2 separate regions of the Xenopus tropicalis genome follow, and region 2 is linked to region 1. A link is a contact called in public Hi-C data. All regions are on one chromosome and are shown on one strand. Each heading gives the region's core, a stretch centred on a gene start, on an enhancer-like site or on the middle of the called end of the contact. The rest is flanking DNA. Distances are from core to core; before and after follow the strand shown.

The links. A called contact is a pair of places that touch in the nucleus more often than the background predicts.
Region 2: a contact with region 1 is called in a Hi-C map of neurula embryo, with 2.5 times the contacts expected there. The contact joins two enhancer-like sites. A contact is called at or near these places in 5 of 5 Hi-C or Micro-C datasets (brain, gastrula embryo, liver and 2 more).

The regions. Positions count from the first base shown.
Region 1 is chr3:129,850,051-129,853,623 of UCB_Xtro_10.0, reverse strand. It overlaps ppp3cb (protein phosphatase 3, catalytic subunit, beta isozyme), which reads right to left. Exons shown (of 14, transcript NM_001097286.1): 14 at 432-3,027. The coding sequence ends at 2,867. Among named protein-coding and RNA genes, the nearest start is that of sorbs3, 12 kb to the left of the region's middle. Within about 2 kb of position 1,578, at least 1 of the 11 cell types and tissues checked has an H3K27ac peak or open chromatin away from gene starts, as enhancers often do. A contact at or near this core is called in neurula embryo, where this site is marked.
Region 2 is chr3:129,905,953-129,909,525 of UCB_Xtro_10.0, reverse strand. No RefSeq gene overlaps it. Among named protein-coding and RNA genes, the nearest start is that of pdlim2, 13 kb to the right of the region's middle. Within about 2 kb of position 2,040, at least 4 of the 11 cell types and tissues checked have an H3K27ac peak or open chromatin away from gene starts, as enhancers often do. A contact at or near this core is called in neurula embryo, where this site is marked.

The sequences.
Region 1 (3,573 bases), core at 329-2,828:
TATTTATTGGGCTGGTGGGGGGCTGTTTGGGACTCTGTGTACTTGAGATGACAGGGCCTATTTTGAATGCCAGTCTGGACCTGCATCAAGCTTAATTGGACCAAGCACCCCCCTAGAATCCACACTGTACATTACACAACACTTGCATAATGTGTACCAACCTAAGCCGGACCAAGCATGCTATGGCACATTGGTTTATGGGTTATTAGTCACCCGTGGTTAAATCTCTGCTACCTGCGCAAGAAACTTTGGAAGAGGAATCGCCATGTATGATTTCCTAGAGCAAATCACTTTCTTGCTGGTGGGAATGTATTCTGGGGAAATTAGTCACCCCCAACAGCCGCGATTTAACCGTGGGCAACTAATCACATTACCCTTAATGCACACCCCAACCTTGCAAATGAGATAATAAAATACAGCAGACAGCTTGGTTACCATTTTGCTGTTTAATCTCAACAATTTTGCTCCCTATTATTTGTGGGGGGGGGGAAGAATCATCAAATATATTTCTTTAGCCATTTTTAATATAAGACAACTCAGCAAATAATTTCCATAAACAGGGTGGCAGGGGGGGAAGGGGGGCACATCTCTACCCCTCGCCTTGTCTGGGCTTTTAAAGGTATAATAGGCTGTGCCATAGAGAACTGTGGGACAGTGAGAAGATTGACACTTGTGCTATGACTCCATACAGAGAACCAGGGTTGGGCACCGCCCGGTGTAGGAGTAACCGTCCTGCTTCTGGAGTGCAAATGGTGCCCTAACGATGCAAATGCGAGGGGGTAACCCCATACTGGAGTGATTTCTTGTAACCAAGCAGTATAGATGCCACCCCAGTGTGAGCTGTAATATTCCTGAGGGTGACCCAGCAACAGCGCGCTTAGGGAGATGTCAAGCCCTGCTTGTACAAAGGTTTCTAAAAGCCCAAAAGAATGTCGCCCTTATACAATAAAGGGTCTGGTCTGGGCACGCATGGGGATGGGGAATGCAAGAGGCCAATAAGAAAGGAGTTAAAATGACTTCTTCCATTTACATTCACCAGTAAAACAGAAGTCACCAATGTGCCTCAGAACACTGTATGCGCAGCCGCCTCCCGCAGAGTGCCCTTTGCGTGCAGAACCTGCCTCTGCTGAGGCTTCTGGGTTCTCCGGCGACTCTCTGCGTGTGCTCTAATGTGCAGTGCAGAGCCGCCTGCTGCACAGGTCTATGTGCGGAGCAATTGTGGTTAGCAGCGCTAGTGGGGCAATGTACAAGGCAGCATTAGAGCAAACAACATAGCAAAATGGTTTCTTCTAAGGATTCTAATGAGACGCGTGCATTATTTCATACAGCATGCTCGCGAGTCCCAGTGCACTGAAATCATACTGAGCCCCAGATGATTAGCTGCACTCCTCAGTATAATGCTGCCTGCCTCCAAATTATGGATTTAGGAAGCACAGCTGTCCAATAAAATGCTTTCTACCAAGATATCTTGCACTTTGTGAGCCCTTCACTGTAAGGCTGATATCACATGGTGGAGGCGTGGCCAGTAACACCCATGCCGCCTCCCATTGCTTTCAGTATGAACCACCACACACCTCCAATTAGAACCACCCAACCTCAAATTAGAGAACTCCCTGTACTAGTGGTGCTCTAGTGGTTCCCATAGGAGGCGGCAGAGGCGCTTTTGGTCACCCTGTCATTGGTCAAGAAACCCCCTCCAACTTTGCACATTTATTAAACATACAAGCCAAGATATAAGCAAATGGGCGGAGGGTATGTTAACATTCATACTCACCACCAAACACTTGAAGGGTTCACTGGATATTTCAAGTTTAGTTGCCCATTGGCAACCCTTTGAAGGAATATGGCATTGGCTTTTGCCCAAACAAATACATTCCAGGACCGGACTGGTAATCTGTGGGTTCTGGCAAATGCTGTAAAATGCCATAGACAGCCACTATTAATTGGCCCTGTGGGGGTTGTTTGGGCCTCTGGGTACTTTAAAATCCAGGGCCTATTTTGAATCTCAGTCCGGACCTGGTATTTTTTGCCCTAATTTCAGCACTGTACATTCCCCTTTGATTCTGTACAAGTGTCTCTGTAGAAGGAGCACGGTGCATGAAATACTGCGGCAATGCATGTTTGGGGGCATGCGTTTAAGAGCTACAAAGCATTTGTTAGAGCAGGAATGTGACTTTTGGCATTGTGGCTAAACTGTAATTCCCATCAAAAGACGACACTAAAGGTCTATGAGAGAAACACAGCGCAGCACTGTGGGTGCAAACGTAAGCGCCAATACGTGAGGGCAGAAGCGTTTATGCGCGCAGCAGGGCGTCAGTGTGAAACTCTGGTGGCTCTGCACTGTGGCAACAGGAGGCTCGCTACTAAAGTACAGCATTGCAGCTGGTCGCTAGACATACCCTACATTAAAAAACAGGGTCTTTATATTACACATGTATAAATATATATATAGAACGCAAAATGACATTTACAAAGAGAATACAAACTGCAGGACAGGCTGCTGGGACAGTATCAATGTTTGTGTCACGCTCTCAGTCGGAGTGTGTGTGTGCTCAGGTGTGTTTGCACTGATCTGCACAAGCATGTTTGGAATGGCATGAATGTACACGTCACTACTGGCTTGTGTAGCTATTGTGTCTGTAGGCTTGTGTGTGTGTGTTTGAATCTGCACTTGTATAGTGTAAACTGTGTCCACGTCCCTGTATCTCTCAGCTGTAATTAGACATGGAGCTGTAAGTGTGCCTTTCCCTATCCCTGTATGCGCCTGTGCCCGCTATCTGGCAGCCTGCTTATGAGAGTCCTGCCCTCACACACGCAGCTGTTGCAGAGGTCGGAGGGAGTTGGGCAGTGAGCTGCAGATGTGGTGTCACTGCGAGCTCCTGTTGGTGCTGTTCTTGTCAGTGGAATTGAGGTTGGGGTCCAAGGGGGAGGTGGAACGACGTGGGGGCATGCGTTCGTTAATACGATCCAACCCTCGGGCCTCTTCAAAACTCCGGATTTTGTGCTGGGGGGAGAAGCCTCGGACTTCTGTGAGAGAGGGGCAGAAGAGAAGAAACATGGGGGATGAAAGAGAAAAGATGATAAGGTGAGATAAGGACACGGGTGCCACGTGGGTGTATAAAGGGGAATAGAGAAAAGCAACAGGGAAGGGAAACAGAGAAAGAAAGGCAGAGAAGAGAATGTGCCGGTCTGATGTTGGGATGAGAGACACAGTAATGAGTAATGAGTTTTAAGAGCAGGTTCCACAAACAGAGAATTGACTCTGAGTCATGTCATTATCTGCCCTGTGGCTCTGTATCCCGTAGCAGTGATAATACTGTAGCACACTCTCAGTATGAGCAGCAACATCCCCAGGGCTGGCATTTTTATCTTAAGCAAGGGCCAATAAGTGGACAAGTTGCCCTATGGATGGCCAGACTGGCTTTAAGATACTAGCCCGCAAACCACATACTGGCACATACAGAGCAAGTACACGCTGGGCTATATGCTAGCCTCTGATTGGCTGGTGCACCAATGTATAAACCATATGACCTATGGAAGATTTGCACCATCCCTATGCTTGTATACTTGGGG
Region 2 (3,573 bases), core at 791-3,290, 55 kb before region 1:
TGCTGAGGTACATGCGCCTATTTCACCAATAAGCCAGGGGGTAAATAAAAATAGAAATCTTAAAGGAGGAAGGGGCTGAGACACAATGTATTTGGACAATATGACATTATAGTAAAGTAGAACAATTTTAGCTATGAGCTGGCCATACACTTCAATATCTGGACCTGATTTGGCCACCAACACCCTGGGCCATGTGGGGCTGAACTGATCACTGTATGCTCAGATAACACAGAGAAGCTTACAGGCCCATTGTATGAGGACAGCATTAACACAGGAAAAAATTAAACCTGCCCAATTAATCTCTATCCATTAATTCAACAGCTGGTTTTCATCTTATCTCTCAGATCGATCCTTCAGTGTCTCTTACAATGGGGAATCATCTTCTCCCCTGCATCTCTCTGTCGGGGTTCCCCAAGGCTCTGTCCTGGGCCCCTTACTATTTTCTCTCTATACCTCCTCACTTGGCAAATTAATCAATTCTTTTGGCTTTCAGTACCACCTCTATGCTGACGATACTCAGATCTATCTTTCCTCTCCTGATCTCAACCCAGAGCTTCTAACTCGTGTCTCTTCCTGCCTGTCCGCTATCTCCACTGAAGCTCTGGTTTTTGTGAAGGCAAGCTGTCAGTTTCGCTCATGTAAGTAGAGCATGTGGCTGCCTGGGTCAGTGTTTCCCAGTGAAAGAGAAGCTTCACTGATGGAAACTTGGCATGTAATCTGCTGCCACCTAGTGGATAATCTTTCTCAGTGCCTCTTGCTATACTGCTTTGAGGTTAGAGATTTCTGTTGCTTCCCCATAATGCAAAGTATGAACATTTATACTTTCATCCCCTGTGTGAGGAACCCCAATAATCTGCATTTAATGCTCCTGTACAGGGTTCTAGTACTCACCAGAATTTATATATTTCTATTTCATTTTTTATGCCCTTCTAAGGGCCCAGCCTCACTAATGCCTTTGTGGATGAATGGAAGTAAATCCCACAAACAATGCTCACCTATATAAACACTGTAAGTGAATGTTAGGAAATATTTTTTCCCATCTTCACTGCACCAAAAGAATGGCCATTATCCCCACTAGTGCAATGGGCAGATGCCTAGAGAAAGCATGAAACTAGAAATCCTGTCTGACAGGTGGGGGAACGTGACCAAGAGGATTATACTTTGGTTCAGGATTATTTACAATTTGAGCCTGGGGAGGAGTTTTGGGCCACATGTATTTAGTATTAGATTTCTTCCTCCAAGAACAGTAAAAAAAAATGTGATTTTGCTCCTATTTGCTGAATGGTTCCCATGTTAGTCGGCTGCCCAACCTGTCTGGTGAGTCAAAGTTTGGCTTTTTTCTTATTTCCCTGGCAGTATTCTGCACCCCAGATATGTAGCCTACACACTGGGGTCAATTACAGATACCCCCAATGCAGCTGCACCTCATCTACCTTAAGCACCTTCCCTGCCTGGCCAACCCTATCTGTGCTACAACATATGGCCTATAGTGGTCTGTGGGCAGAGCCTGGGCATATTCAGTGATGTCCCAGCAGCTGCATTGTGATTGGTTTGTGACAGTGTGGCCTGCAGACCCATAGGCTGCAAGGGAAGTGCTTCAGGTTGCATATTTTGCTGATATGCCAAGCAGACATCACTACTAACTGGGGTTGCCACCAAGTTATTGGCCTGGCCAGTTAAAATGAGTATAGAGTATAGGGAGGATAGGAGTATAGGAAGGATGCTATTTTTCCCAGAAAAGGATACAATACAAATACCCATTTGCTCTTATGCTTCTTGCTTGAGTGGGGCAGTTGGCCTCAGCCGTATAGATTCCCTGCACTCTATAAAGGGCAAGTAAGCCATTGGTGGCTGCTATTCATTGGCAAATGTAGATCAGATTGTATTGTACATGAGCAGCACCGGGGGAGTCAGTCGCATTGCATTAGGCACGTATATGGGAGCAAGGGTCTAGTTGCACTGTGCGGGTGTAAGGGGGGGAGGGGCCCGTTTAGTGACTGACAGGTGCCTGGAGGCAAAGGTTAGCCTGGGAACACAATACCAGTATCTGCGATGGGGACAGAGGAATTCATTACGTGACATTCTTTAGGTGGGGTGGAAGGGAGATACTGCTTAAAGGCGTCTGGGTGAAGAGGGGTTAATCTAGTGACAACGTGCAGGTGTTTGGGCTTAGGGTGAATAGTCTAGAGAGTAACAGTAAATTGCTTATTTCCACTATTGAAGAAGCCATCTCATGTGCGGCAGTTGAGGGTTACCCACATGTCAGGTTACAGGGCAGGCGTGTGGGGGTTGAAGGGTTAATCTAGTGACAATGTGCAGGTGTTTGGGTTTAGGGTGAATAGTCTGGAGAGTCACAGACACAGTAAATTGTTTATTGATGTATATTGATGAAGCCATCACGTGTGCGGCACTTGAGGTTTATCCATATGGGGGGTAACAGGGGTTAATCTAGTGACTTTGCAGGTGTGGAGTGGCTGAAGGGTTAATCTAGTGACTGTGCAGGTGTGGGGTGGATGAAGGGTTAATCTAGTGACTGTGCAGGTGTGGGGTGGTTGAAGGGTTAATCTAGTGATTTTGCAGGTGTGGAGTGGTTGAAGCGTTAATCTATTGAGTGGGCAGGTGTGGGGTGGTTGAAGGGTTAATCTAGTGACTGTGCAGGTGTGGGGTGGTTGAAGGGTTAATCTAGTGACTGTGCAGGTGTGGGGTGGTTGAAGGGTTAATCTAGTGACTGTGCAGGTGTGGGGTGGTTGAAGGGTTAATCTAGTGACTGTGCAGGTGTGGGGTGGTTGAAGGGTTAATCTAGTGACTGTGCAGGTGTGGGGTGGTTGAAGGGTTAATCTAGTGACTGTGCAGGTGTGGGGTGGTTGAAGGGTTCATCTAGTGACTGTGCAGGTGTGGGGTGGTTGAAGGGTTAATCTAGTGACTGTGCAGGTGTGGGGTGGTTGAAGGGTTAATCTAGTGACTGTGCAGGTGAGTGGAGAGGAGATGAGAGGTTACACTGGGGCAGACAGGCTTGTTGACCAAGTTCCTTTTGTTTTCGCTTTTCCTACCAGCTCATTAGAGCAGTGATTCCCAGCTTCCCATAGACACCCCTGTCCCCCCTGAACTCTCTCATTGTAACCCCAAATCTGCGCAATGGGAGTTTCAGAATGGGGTCTGTTAAAGGGCACCTATCTCCCTAAAATTGCTTCCCCCACCAGTACAGTTCATTAAAGGTACTTGCACCCAAATCCACTTCTTGCACTTCTGCATGTCCTTGCCATTGTGGTGTCTGTCCCACCTACTGTTCTGAGCATACACTATATATATAATAAAAAATATAGAAAATATGTTACATATATTAAATATATTTAAATATAAATATTCAAATTAATTATCTATATAGAATATTATAACATATATCTTATATAACATATAATATAAGTATTTAGGTGTATATGCAGGTGTTTGCGAGTTACAAAATACTTTTAGACTCAAGTACCATACGACTGTATCCATCTTTGCATGATCACAGCCACAGTTGCCTTTTGTAAATAAGCCCTATCTGTCAGTGCAAACTGTCCATCTAGTGGT